2 separate regions of the Danio rerio genome follow, and region 1 is linked to region 2. The links are chromatin contacts, called in public HiChIP or PLAC-seq maps. All regions are on one chromosome and are shown on one strand. Each heading gives the region's core, a stretch centred on a gene start, on an enhancer-like site or on the middle of the called end of the contact. The rest is flanking DNA. Distances are from core to core; before and after follow the strand shown.

The links. HiChIP or PLAC-seq counts read pairs in DNA pulled down with a chosen protein or histone mark.
Region 1: an H3K4me3 HiChIP or PLAC-seq map of gastrula embryo shows a contact between it and region 2, with 2.6 times the contacts expected there. The contact joins the promoter of si:ch211-212o1.2 here to the promoter of rspry1 in region 2. A contact is called at or near these places in 2 of 18 Hi-C or Micro-C datasets (caudal fin and an unstated tissue) and 1 of 4 datasets of contacts at active chromatin or transcription factors (gastrula embryo).

The regions. Positions count from the first base shown.
Region 1 is chr18:19,381,915-19,387,709 of GRCz12tu, reverse strand. It overlaps si:ch211-212o1.2, which reads right to left and starts at 1,647. Exons shown (of 6, transcript NM_001080164.1): 1 at 1,372-1,647. The coding sequence starts at 1,531.
Region 2 is chr18:19,106,892-19,113,270 of GRCz12tu, reverse strand. It overlaps rspry1 (ring finger and SPRY domain containing 1), which reads right to left and starts at 2,477. Exons shown (of 15, transcript NM_001045072.2): 1 at 2,395-2,477; 2 at 598-1,108. The coding sequence starts at 959. psme3ip1 (proteasome activator subunit 3 interacting protein 1) reads left to right here and starts at 6,297. Exons shown (of 8, transcript NM_199924.1): 1 at 6,297-6,355.

The DNA of each region.
Region 1 (5,795 bases), core at 398-2,897, 280 kb before region 2:
CATGTTAACTGTCAATTGTTTGTTGTCTGTTAGACCCATGTGACATGTATACTGCCTAATTTTGGCCAGGACACTCTTGTAAAAGAGATTTTTAATCTCAATGTGACTTACCTGGTAAAATAAAGGTTATAATAATAATAATAATAATAATAATAATAATAATCTAGTCTGTCCAGTGATTTTAGGAATAAATATATGATTCATCGCCAATCTTTACTTTTATAACCATTTTTTTATTTTACATCCTTAAAAATAAAAGTACTGTACTACTTTTGCTCAGGGAAAGCTGGATTCATATTTTAATAGTGTATCTGTACTTCCTTTACCAGTGAGGTTTAGTTAACATTTTCTTTTTATTAAATCAGCATTTACAAAGATTATTAAATATCATGTATATCAAATATCAATATCAAATAACAAATGAATTCCTCATAAATAAATAATGCATTAACAACATTTTATTGATGGGACCATACTGTAATGTTTTATCAATATCATTTCATATATTTCACGGAGAACAATTTCATCTTTATATCAGTAACTGATTCTTAGAATTAAACCAACAATTTTATTACATTTTTTTTAATTTGGGGGATATCTCCAAATTAAAATAAAAATCATCTAGAATCGTCTATATATGTCCATGACTTTTACAAACTTGAAAATAACACCAAAACGTACAATTTTGCATTTAAGAAAAAAGAGCCATTGCTCATATGCACCAAATACAGACACGGAAGCTATGATTCATTTGTACTAAACACAAAACATGACAGCCCCCATATCTAAAAATATACCACTTTTGCACAGGAAAGCATAAAGTGTGCAACACCACTCATCATTTACTCAGGGCAGAACTGTCCACCTTCACTTAATGGAAATACATGCATTGACTGATTCTATTCCTGCTAAATATATCATTAACTTTTAAAAAATAATAATAAAAATGGAAAATTAGAAAAATATGACAGTGACAAAGTGTTAAAAATATGACAGTGACAAAGCGTTAAATCTTGAGTTCCTTGAAGTGTTATAAAATGATCCTCTTATTCTGAACACTTTGCCCTGACAGCTGCAATTACAAGTTTTACAAAGTAGCACATGCACAACACATGCAACCCATAAACGGGGTCATATACACGCAGCTCAATGTTAAACAATCACCAACATTCAATACATTATGTTGATGGAGCTGTCACATGATATTGATCTCAAACTGACCTCTACACATAAGACTACAAGCAACTTTTGGATGTGTGTGTGTGCTTTCCTGGCCTTAGTCTGGCCCGTAGACGCTGCCGTGTGCAGTAGTAGAAGGATCATTCACATTGACACAGATGTGTGTAATGACAGCTGACGTGCTCGTCTTACCCGGAGAGTACAGCTTGGCGAGCTGTCGGGCCCCGGCGTGCTGTGGTCCCCAGCGAGGTGCGGTGCTGCGCGCGGCCGCCCCGTGCTCATTCCCGTTCGGATCCTCCTCCGCCATAGACCGATGCCTGATCTCCGTCTCTGACAGTAACGCCGCCGCCATGGTCCCTTATGATGGCCAGTTTTCAGAGAAAATGCATTAATAATGACCCTGTATCGTGCATTTAGTAATTAATACACAGGGGTTCAGGTTTAGCGGTGAATGACACACCTTTCTTGGTAAACCCACTGAGGTTCCTACTTCAGCGAAACACACCCGGAACTAAAATACGCACGAACTGCCTGTCTACCACTCCGCTATAATAAACAAACATACCTCGATAATTATTATTTACCTTGTTTCATCTCATGAGGCAAATGATAGATAATATTGCTCCCGGCGGGGACTCTGAGCAGCTCTTTAAACTGTCCGACAGCCTGAATAAAGTGAATATTCGCAAAACTTTTCCTCTGCCTGCTGCTGTGCTCTGATCTTAGGGACCGTCGTAAAAGACGCGTTTATAGTGTGAGAGGAAAAAGCCATTTTGATCACCGGCTACTCTTATCTAAGAATTATCATAATCAACAAAACGATTTTTGATGTTTAATCAAATGTACATTACAAAATCTGTAGGATTATACTGGCGTCGCCCCTTAATGTCAGCGAATCATGTCTGGGGTTTTACCAACGGTCCCTAACATCTCATGCGAGTCTATCGTAGTGCTCGAGACGCTGATAAGACACAAACGCCTCTAGTGAAATTATACGAGTACACATGACTACTGTGCTACCTGTTGATAAGAAATAGATAAGATAATCATGCTATCTCATGTTCAAGTGTCTGTTTGATTATGTACCGGCGATCACAGGCATGGACAATGATTTATAAATATTTCAAACAAACTCCACAAATAGCTTAAAGCTGTCGCAAACATATTAATTGTATACATCATACACGTTGCTTACATGTTGTTTGGAAACAAATCTGTCAAGCATTATCCTATATAATGCTGTAAAATGGAAATTTAATGTAATTACCCTGAATCTGATGAAAAAAAACTGCTTAAACTGGCCTAGGCTGGTTGGCTGGTTTTAGCTGGTCAACCAGGCTGGTTTTAGAGGGGTTTTGGCCACTTCCGGGCTGGTTTCCAGCCTGGTGTTAGCTGGTCAGGCTGGAAAGTGACCAGCTAAAACCATCTAAAACCAGCTTGACCAGCCTGGTTAAAGCTGGACATAGCTGGTTTTGGCTGATCATCTCCCAGCCTGACCAGCTAAGACCAGGCTGGAAATGGCTGGAAACCAGCCTGGAAGTGGCCAAAACCCCTCTAAAACCAGCCTGGTTGACCAGCTAAAACCAGCCAACCAGCCTTTTTTTTTCAGTAGGGTATAATTATATATTAATTAGTGTACTATAGAAAATCTTTTCTTTTATCGTGTGTTTTGTGATGTTGTAAAGACTGACAATATTCAGGAATGACAGACAGTTTAACTGGTTTGCTAACATAACACATATCTCGAATATTATAATAATTAATACAAAACACAATTTTTACAATTGCTTATAATTGACTATACCTTTTACACACTACATTTACATAACACTGAAACACTATTCATCTGCACCAAATACAGAACATGAATCAATGATTCATACGCATTAAACACACAACAAGAACGCCCCCATGTCTATAAATATGCTACCTCTAAGAAGTATAAACAGTTCCTCCAATGCAAACATAACGTCATCATTTACTCAAGGCAGAACTGTTCACTTTCATCTCATGGAAAATAAACTCACTGAATGGTGACTGATTCTATTTCTGCCAGACATTTCTTTGGCCTCATGTAGAAATCTCCATTTACCCTTAAAATCCACATTGAGGTGATGTTAGTTTTATATTCGCACAATTCTTCAGTGGCAACTTGTGACAAGGTCTCTATATTGTTTAACACTCTACTTTTAATATTCTCTCTGAAATTACATTCAAGTATGACTTTAAGCATTATTAGCACTATTTAATTGACTGTAAACAACCTTGTACTTTGATAGTCATTGGCTGCTAATATTCAATCATTCATTTCCTTCGACTTTTTCCCTTTATTCATCAGGGGTCACCACAGCAGAATGAACCGAAAACTTATTCAGCATACGTTTTACACAGCAGATGCCCTTCCAGCTGCAACCCAGTACTGGGAAACATTCATACACACTCATTCACACACATACATACGGCCAGTTTTAGTTTTATCAAACCCAACATGGGGAGAACATGCAAACTCCACGCAAAAATGAATGCGTTCAAACCAGCGACCTTCTTGCTGTGAGGTAGCAGTGCTAACCACTGCAAAATCCACATGTTTGAGACAACTGTGAGGTCCATGAATATTAAAACAACTGAAGCCCTAGTTAAGGGTGAGATTCAATAAGATCAGATAGTATGGATGGTTCATGAAGTCCAATTTTGGAGTATTTAGGAGTTACTCAGATGGTGTGCTGAACCCCTTTTCCCAAAGCGAACAGGTTCAGAGGCCCTCAGGGGCCCGTAGTGTATCGATGCGTTCCGATGGCTGATTTCTGGGAACAGCACCGACCTTCTGTCCGGCTCAAGTTATGAGACTCAGCGGCCGAACCAGCTGCTTAAACACATGGATGCAATTAAAGCAGAAACTGCACCGCTGAAAGAAGAAAGACCACTTTAAATAGACGTTTCTGTGCTTATTTCCCCAAGTCACAAACATTAAATCATCCGGCCATCAGCACTCAGTTTTTCATTATTTACATCACAACACAAAATTTTGAGGGAAATGTGTAGTCTTTGTTTAGGTTGACACTATCAATCAGATTTTCCTTCTTTCCGTTTTTTTTTTTTTTTTTAACCCACGCGAACGCATGGAGAACATGCAAACTCCACACAGAAATGCCATCTGACCCAGCCTGGGCTCGAACCAGTGACCATCTCGCTGTGAGGTGATAGTGCTACCCACTGCACCACCGTACACGGTGCCATTTTTACATGATTTTTAAATCAAATTGAACTCGTTTGACTTAATGCAGTCACTGTTTGTATTCATGATTAACAGGGCTTGGCATGAACTTTTTGATCACCAGCCACTGTGGCTAGTAGATTTCCAACCTTACTAGCCACTCGCCATTTTCACTAGCCACAATTTTGTTGTTGGGAAATATATTTTATATGTATAAAATGTGACTTTGACATGACTTGATTTAGATTTTCTGTTGTGTCCACACTCATTTAACTTTTTCTGTGTTGTGTATACTCAAAGAAATGATTACTGCTGCTTGTTCAAGCTACATGTTTAAAATGAGCAACAACAACACAATCCTTGTTACTTCATTGGCAAATTTCTTTGTTTCATGTTCAGTCCCCTTAGATTTGTAAACCATTATGTTAATAAAAGCATTTTATGTTGTGACAACAGGTAGAAATCGTGTTGGTTCAGCTACCTGGTAAGAGAAATTGTAGTTCCCAGCATGCTTTGCAATGCATGGAATTAAATTAAGAGAAGGAAATGTTGACAATTAAAGTCATCTGAGATGTTTAAAGCAAATAGAAAGACTTGTTAGTTAGAGACTTTTTATCTTCACTTAAGTTTGAAGATTTAGAAGATGTTCAAGTAGTGCTTTAAATTTTGAGATTATCACCTTGCAGAAGCAGCCATGCTTTGGGTGTTGGCAGGTTTATTAGCAAAAATGCAGTTTGTTGCTCAGCAATAATTGTCCTAAAGCGAGTTCTGAGATCAGTCTCAATCAACTGTATATGCAAGTCATGAAATATGTCTCTTTTAGTTCATTTAGGATAACTTCAAATAAAACTAAGAGACTTCAAAATGTACGACACATGATAGACAAACATATTATCAGAGCTTTGAGATCAATAAAAATACAAATGTTTTTTAACTTTTATTTGCTAAATTCATGTTGGACCAACTCAATTGCATTTATTTGTGTAAACAGTTATTTATTTTTTTTAGCTAAAAAAGTTATAGGATGGAAATCCTGCCCTCAATTAAATTGAGTTCAGCCAATTAGTAATTTTTTTGAGAGTATGAGCTCACATGACTTTTCAGAGCTCAAAATTAAGGATTTACCAAATTTATCTCTGACCACACCATAAATTAATAAATATTTTTTTATAAAAAAACAATTATTATGTTAGCCATAAATTTTAAATAAAGTGTCAAAACAACCAAAACACAGCTGTATACATGCACATTTTAATTCAACAAAACTTTTCTTAAAAAAAAAAAAGAATTATTCTCATGTATCTAAAACAATGCACAGTAATCTGACCGGGCTAAAGGTCCCAGAACACTTGTTAACTTCACATAAAGAGATGCTCATCCCATCACCTGTGCACGCCAGTGA
Region 2 (6,379 bases), core at 1,228-3,727:
CTCCATGCAATAATGCAGGCCATATTAGACATCAGGTTCAGAGCCACGCAACCTGATGCACAGATAAAACAACTTCACTTTTAAAAAGTGATCATTCATCATTAGATAGCAGTAGGTCATCAGTGTAGGAAGGTGTAAGAACATGTGATAGAGGAAGAGTGACTGGCGACTCTGAGATCAAGCCAAATTGTTAAAGGAAACATGAAGAAACTCTTGGTTATCACAAGCTGCTGTCTTGGGCAATACATTAAGATTAAATGTGGTGCTGTGTGAAAAAATGAATAAATAAATAATAGCACGCTCATTACAAAGCTCTGCCAGGCTCTGCACACTTAAAGCGGAATCATTTTAAAAGTTTAAACAGACGGCGTGGCATCCCTTTGGTAGACAATAACACTGAGGTAAAAAAAATACACATGACACAATGCAAATGGATGTTGAATAACAAGTGGATGCTTTTAGCCAAAGATGGAGTGATGTTATTGCTGACACACATGAATATAAGGAACTGAAATTGATATGATGCCCATGATTCATTCATAAACAGATTTAATAACAAATCTAAGCAGATCCCTCCTACGGGAAAGGTTCACTCACTTGTCTACAAGAGTCCTGATGACGGCCAGCGTGTCTAGTACCAAACCGTCCACGTTTTGTTTTTTCCGACGTGGCTCGTGTGGCCCTCGACCTCTTCTGGGTGGTCGAACCGGGTCCCTGGGCCGACTCCCTCTGGCCTCCGGTGGATCAGACACAGAGTTATCCACCCGCCTGAGCTGCCTGCGAGAGGCTGATCCTTCCTCCACGTCACTGTCCTCCCTGCACACGCAGCTGTTCCCCATGGCTCTGCCGGACGAGAGGCTGGCCCAAAACTGCACTGACTGCAGCTGTTCTACGGTGAGTCGGAGAACCCGCACGAGGCTCCTGGTGGCACAGAATGCAATCCAGGTGGCTACTATCATATCATTGGAAGGACTTTAGTGGGTGTCTCGGTACGGGTCGCGTAGACGTGTCGGTCATTGCGCTACTGCAGACCATCAGCATCCAGAGACGAACAAACAAAACTGATGGAGCAGTCAACACACATCCTACAGCCTGGGAGATTGAAGTCCTGAAAAAGATTACACAAACTATTTTCAGTGTGGAAAGGAAACATAACAGTGGCAAATGTGCAAAACAAACAAAATGTTCAGAGGGCCCAGTTCTGACTGATATATTTACTGAAAAATTATATGAAGAGATCACTTGAAAACTTTTAGTTTCTTTGAATGAACTGGATTGACTGGGTCAACAAACATTGACTTGTTTGAGTAAAACGTTAATATTAGTTTAATTGTAAGGTCTGAAAATACTTCAAAACTCAAATAAAAATATTGTCATTTAGAGATGATTTTCCTTCAGAGAACAAAAATTAACACATGTAACTGGAAATCAAGGTTATTTTACCAAATACTGTTGTCTAAAATAAACACAAACATGTCGTTTTATGCTCTAAATGACAGCATTTGCATTTTCAAATTGTAGGAAATGTCATCAATAAACTGCGTTGAAAATAGTTTAGATAGACATATTCTGTAAAGCAAAATAAATCATAAAACAGCAGGCAGTTCTAATTTGTGTCCATAAACAACAGAAATACTTTTGTAAGATCTGGGATTGTCAGTGTTAGCATACGCTAACTAACAGTTAGCACACCAAACAACTTTACAAAACCCCCATTCAAAACACAGCAACCCACTCAGACTTGAAAGAACACTGGGCAGTGTGCTCTTAATACAATCAGTGACATTTACAAACAGACTGAAAGCTTATTAACAGTGTTGTCATTCCAGTAAATTAACGTCAAAAAAACTTGAGAATCCATGGCTGCGTTTCAAACCCTAGCGAGCTGCCTACGTAGGCAGCATTTAAAGGGATAGATCATGTACAAATGAAAATTCTGCCACTGGGACTTGCAACCCTTAAAACTTTCTTTCTACAATGAAACACAACAATTACACATAGATTAAGACTGGCAGTGTCAGCCACTATACACTTCTATCCATGAAGGTTCGTAATAAAATTCAACGGTGACTCAGGCTGTCATTCTTTCTACTGTCTACTACATGTCGCCTGACTTACTTATCTGACACTTAAAAACAGAATATATCTTTGTCCAAAAGTATCATCATGTGACTGTTATTCTGACAAAGCTGTCTAAAAGGGCAGTTCGCTAGGTCTTGAAACACAGCCTCTTTCATCATGTCAGAAATTATCGCTAGCAACCACATAACTAGCCACACCTCCAAACAGATGGACGAAACAGCAGTTTAAAGCCCTTCTTTGACTTGGCACATACACGAAAAAGCATTTTATAGTTAAACCATGTGTATTTGTCAGAGACTAGAAATAACTCACCTGGTAAAGCGGAAAATAGTCGGTAAATGCAGCAGCACAGATCCGTAGGCCGAACACAAAGACTACACGGGAAGTGTGAGTGTGTGCGCTTTACTTCTCAGCAAAATGACTCGTACTCGACAACACCACCACTTTAACAATCAGCATATTGTCGAGCCGCAAACAAATACAGAGCGAGCCGAAAACTAAAGACGAAACTCAACGTTGGGCTGAGAAGTGAAAGCATGAGGACTGGTTAGAATCAGTGTAAGATAGCCGGAGGATCAACGGGAGCACTCGGTGTAGTGTAAATGATGGGAAGTCCGACTCACTTCCGCGAAACGGTTCTTTTGAATAGTTCGTTTCAAAGAACCGGTTGAAAAAAAAACGATTCAGCTGTTTCATACGTCAGAACGTAACTGCGTCATCGTGCAGTCTGTGGCTTAAACGTTTCAACTAATTAATTATTGTTTATACTTATTAATTAATGTTAATTAATATGAGTTTTTGCTATATGCAAGTTTGTTGCGTCGAAATTCACTTAAATGTAAACACGATTCAGCTTCATTTCAATAGCAATGTTCCATTTTTATTCATTAATTACATTTTTGGACATAATCATATGATATTTACTAATTCCATTATGATATGTTTAATATTACGGTGCTATTCTTGCCCTGAAAAGATCCGTCCTAACCGATTCAATCCGGTGTCTTGTGAAGCGGTTCATTAAAAGCATCACTGCTCCTTGTGTGTTGTTGCACATTTCTCTCTCCAGCACATGATGCTGGACTCAATCCCCCCAGCAACCAATAAAACAATCATGTTCTTCTCAAGAGATGGAGTTGTGCAATTATTTGGTCCTTGTGTAACCTATTTTTGCTTTAGGTTTAATTCCCTGCATTCGCTGTTTTAATAACACCAAAACTGGTATTTAGTTAGATGTTGCAGCCAGCCCGAATTCAAATGGGTTCAACACAACATATTATTTAATACATATTATTTAATGTGTGGAAAATATCAGGGAATATTTTTGCTGCAATATCTTGACATCTTTGATTTTCTCTCCTACATCTAATCAAAAAACGAGTCAAATCGAAGAAACTCATTGATTAACATTACTGACAAATATTGAAATAACAATATGTATCTAAAATTATAATTGTAGAAAGTATTAAATTATAAAAATACATTTCAATGAAATACATAAATTCTGCCTATTCCCTGATATTTTCCACACATTAAATAATATGTATTAAATAATATGTTTTGAGTTTTTATATAAATTACTTATATTAAAACACAAACAATATCATAAATGATTTTCGAAAGCAAAACCTTTTCATGAACACTACATTTCCCAAGAGTCAATGTTGTTTTTGCGTAGGAACTACGCGTCCTTAGCAGCTGTTGTTCAGGGGATTCTTTTACAGGGACACAAACCCGGAGAAGGTAAATATCTGATCACATTTCCTTTTTGAAATAACCCTTTATTCCTCACATCTTATTTGGCTTTGTCCATTATATTTCGGTCAAGTTAAAAAAACCCGGCTAGGCTTAAGCTTGTATAATGTGCAATAAACCAGTCGCTGTGCTAATACTAGTGTTATCTGATCCAGTGAGTGCGATCAAAGCCTTGCATGCTGGACTTCAGATCAATATCAGGCCCTAAAGATGCGTTTCTGTCTCATGTAAATACTGTTGTAGAACATAAATGCAGCGATCCTTGAATATATATTTGCATAGTATTAAACTGTATTTGCTGTTTTGTCATGTTTTGTGTTGCTGTTTGTTGGTATATATCCCATTGTTGCTTGATATGTGATCATTTTCTGATGCATATTGCACACTGCCTGTGGAGGAGTTGATGAAATATAGTCTGGGTATATTGCGAACATGTTTTTATATGTTAGTGTATTTCTAGCACCATTTAAATGGAGTGAATGCATGCATTATGCTTTCTAAACACTTCAAATATCTGTTGTTGTTATTATGTTTAAATATGTAAGCAGTAAATCAATGAAAAATGGATATAAGCCAGTCTTTGTCAGTGCTGGGTAATAACTGATTTCATGGATTCTGTAATTACATTTTATGTATGTATTATTTGCAGCTATATTGTATACGTTTTAGCATATTACTTATGAATTACTAATCAATCAGTTCTTTTATGCATTACAAATCATTCGTTCAATACCAGTAAATTATTTGTAATATTAAACATATACATACATTATAATTTACTAACTCTATAATAAAAAATATAAAAAATCTGTTTAAAATAAAATGATAAAAAATCTACTACATGTCAAATTGTTTATTCAGTCTCGTAGCCAATGGGGGTTCGAAAGACCCACCCCCCACTGACAATTTAATTTGTCCCATACATGAGCTCATTTGTCCTATTTTGATTGCGATGTCATCATAAATACTGAAAATAATCAATCGACATTGTCTTTAAAACCAAGAGGAATCCCCAGTTGCCTTTCGCTTCAGTGTGACTTTAGCTAATCAGTTTTGGCCAATGCAAAATATTATTTTTCATAAGTCCAACATACAACTGTGCAAAAAACATTTAATCTGACGTAAGTGAAGTCATCCTTGGCTACTGTAAAGCTGTTAAGTAGAGATGAAATGTTGTTATCCATGAATTTTCAAATGTACTTTTTTAAGAAAAATCATGAAGCTGTACATTATTATTATTATTATTATTATTATTACGTTTGACTTTTTATCATTCAAATGGCGGATTTCTGACTAGACTGTGGCCAGTTTGTTATTTGCATAATAAATGACAATAGGCCACAGACTTTAACAGATTTATTTTTTTCTAATGCTATATGATGTCATAAATTAGTATTTTAAAAGTCTTTTCATATTTCTTTATGAAAATATTTCTTTAAAATGTGTGGCCATCTGACAAGCTAATTCAGCTAATAATAGTGCTTAAAACGTCACTAAAATGCATTATTTAAGTATCATAATTAAATAGAAAATGAGGTGAATAACTGCAAAAAGGAAAAAAGAACTATCCCTTTTACCAGGCTGCCTACAGGCCTCTTAATTATTGAATATTCACAAAATATAAGTGTATTTGTGAACTATGCTTATTAATTTGGGCACAAATTAAAACAAAAATGTCATAACATTTAACAAAAGTCATAAGTAATCTAAATGTAACCCAAGATTACCAACAGTAGATTACCTATAATTACTCTGGATTACGTTGTTGAGGACTTTTAATTTATTATCAATTCTTCTTATTTGTTATAAGAGGAGAGACCGGGCGTTCTCTTCATTGGCACCTAAATTGTGGAACTTTTTACCCTCTGATATTCGCAATGCAGAGTATTTTTAAATCATCTTTTAAAACATACTTTTAAGTGTAGCTTTTATTAGACTTTTATGTGATTTTTAGATCTATTACTATTATTATTATTTTATGTGTTTTTAATCATTTTTATTACTTCTTTTTTGCATTTATCCTTGTAACTTAAACTTTTGCATATTTTATATCTGTAAAAAGTCTTGAAAGATGTTTTTTTTAAGGTGCTATGTAAATAATGTTTATTATTTATTTATTAAATTTTTTTTTTATAACAACACAACCCCTCTAAAGATTTTTATTTCTAGGATCTATTGCTTTTACTGTTCAAATTTAACACTAGGGGGCAGTGTTTACATTTTTTTGTAGAATCTGTCATTTCTCAGTCTGAAATATCTGTTAACCACTTGCTGGATCTAATAAATATTCCTGTACTCGAAGCTCGGAGCATATTGGTTTGTACATTTATTGAAATAATAATTAAAAAAATGAATAACTTGATAGCATATGCTTTTCTCTTCAATAAAGCTTTATAAGCTATATAGTTCTGCATGTGTGCGATGTTTATGACACCTTTATTCTCTCCTAACAGAATCTATTGCAGATGACTTCATGAACCACCTACAGTGTTTTTCCTGATAATAAACAGCCATTTAGGTGAGGTTCGGTGACTAAAATACA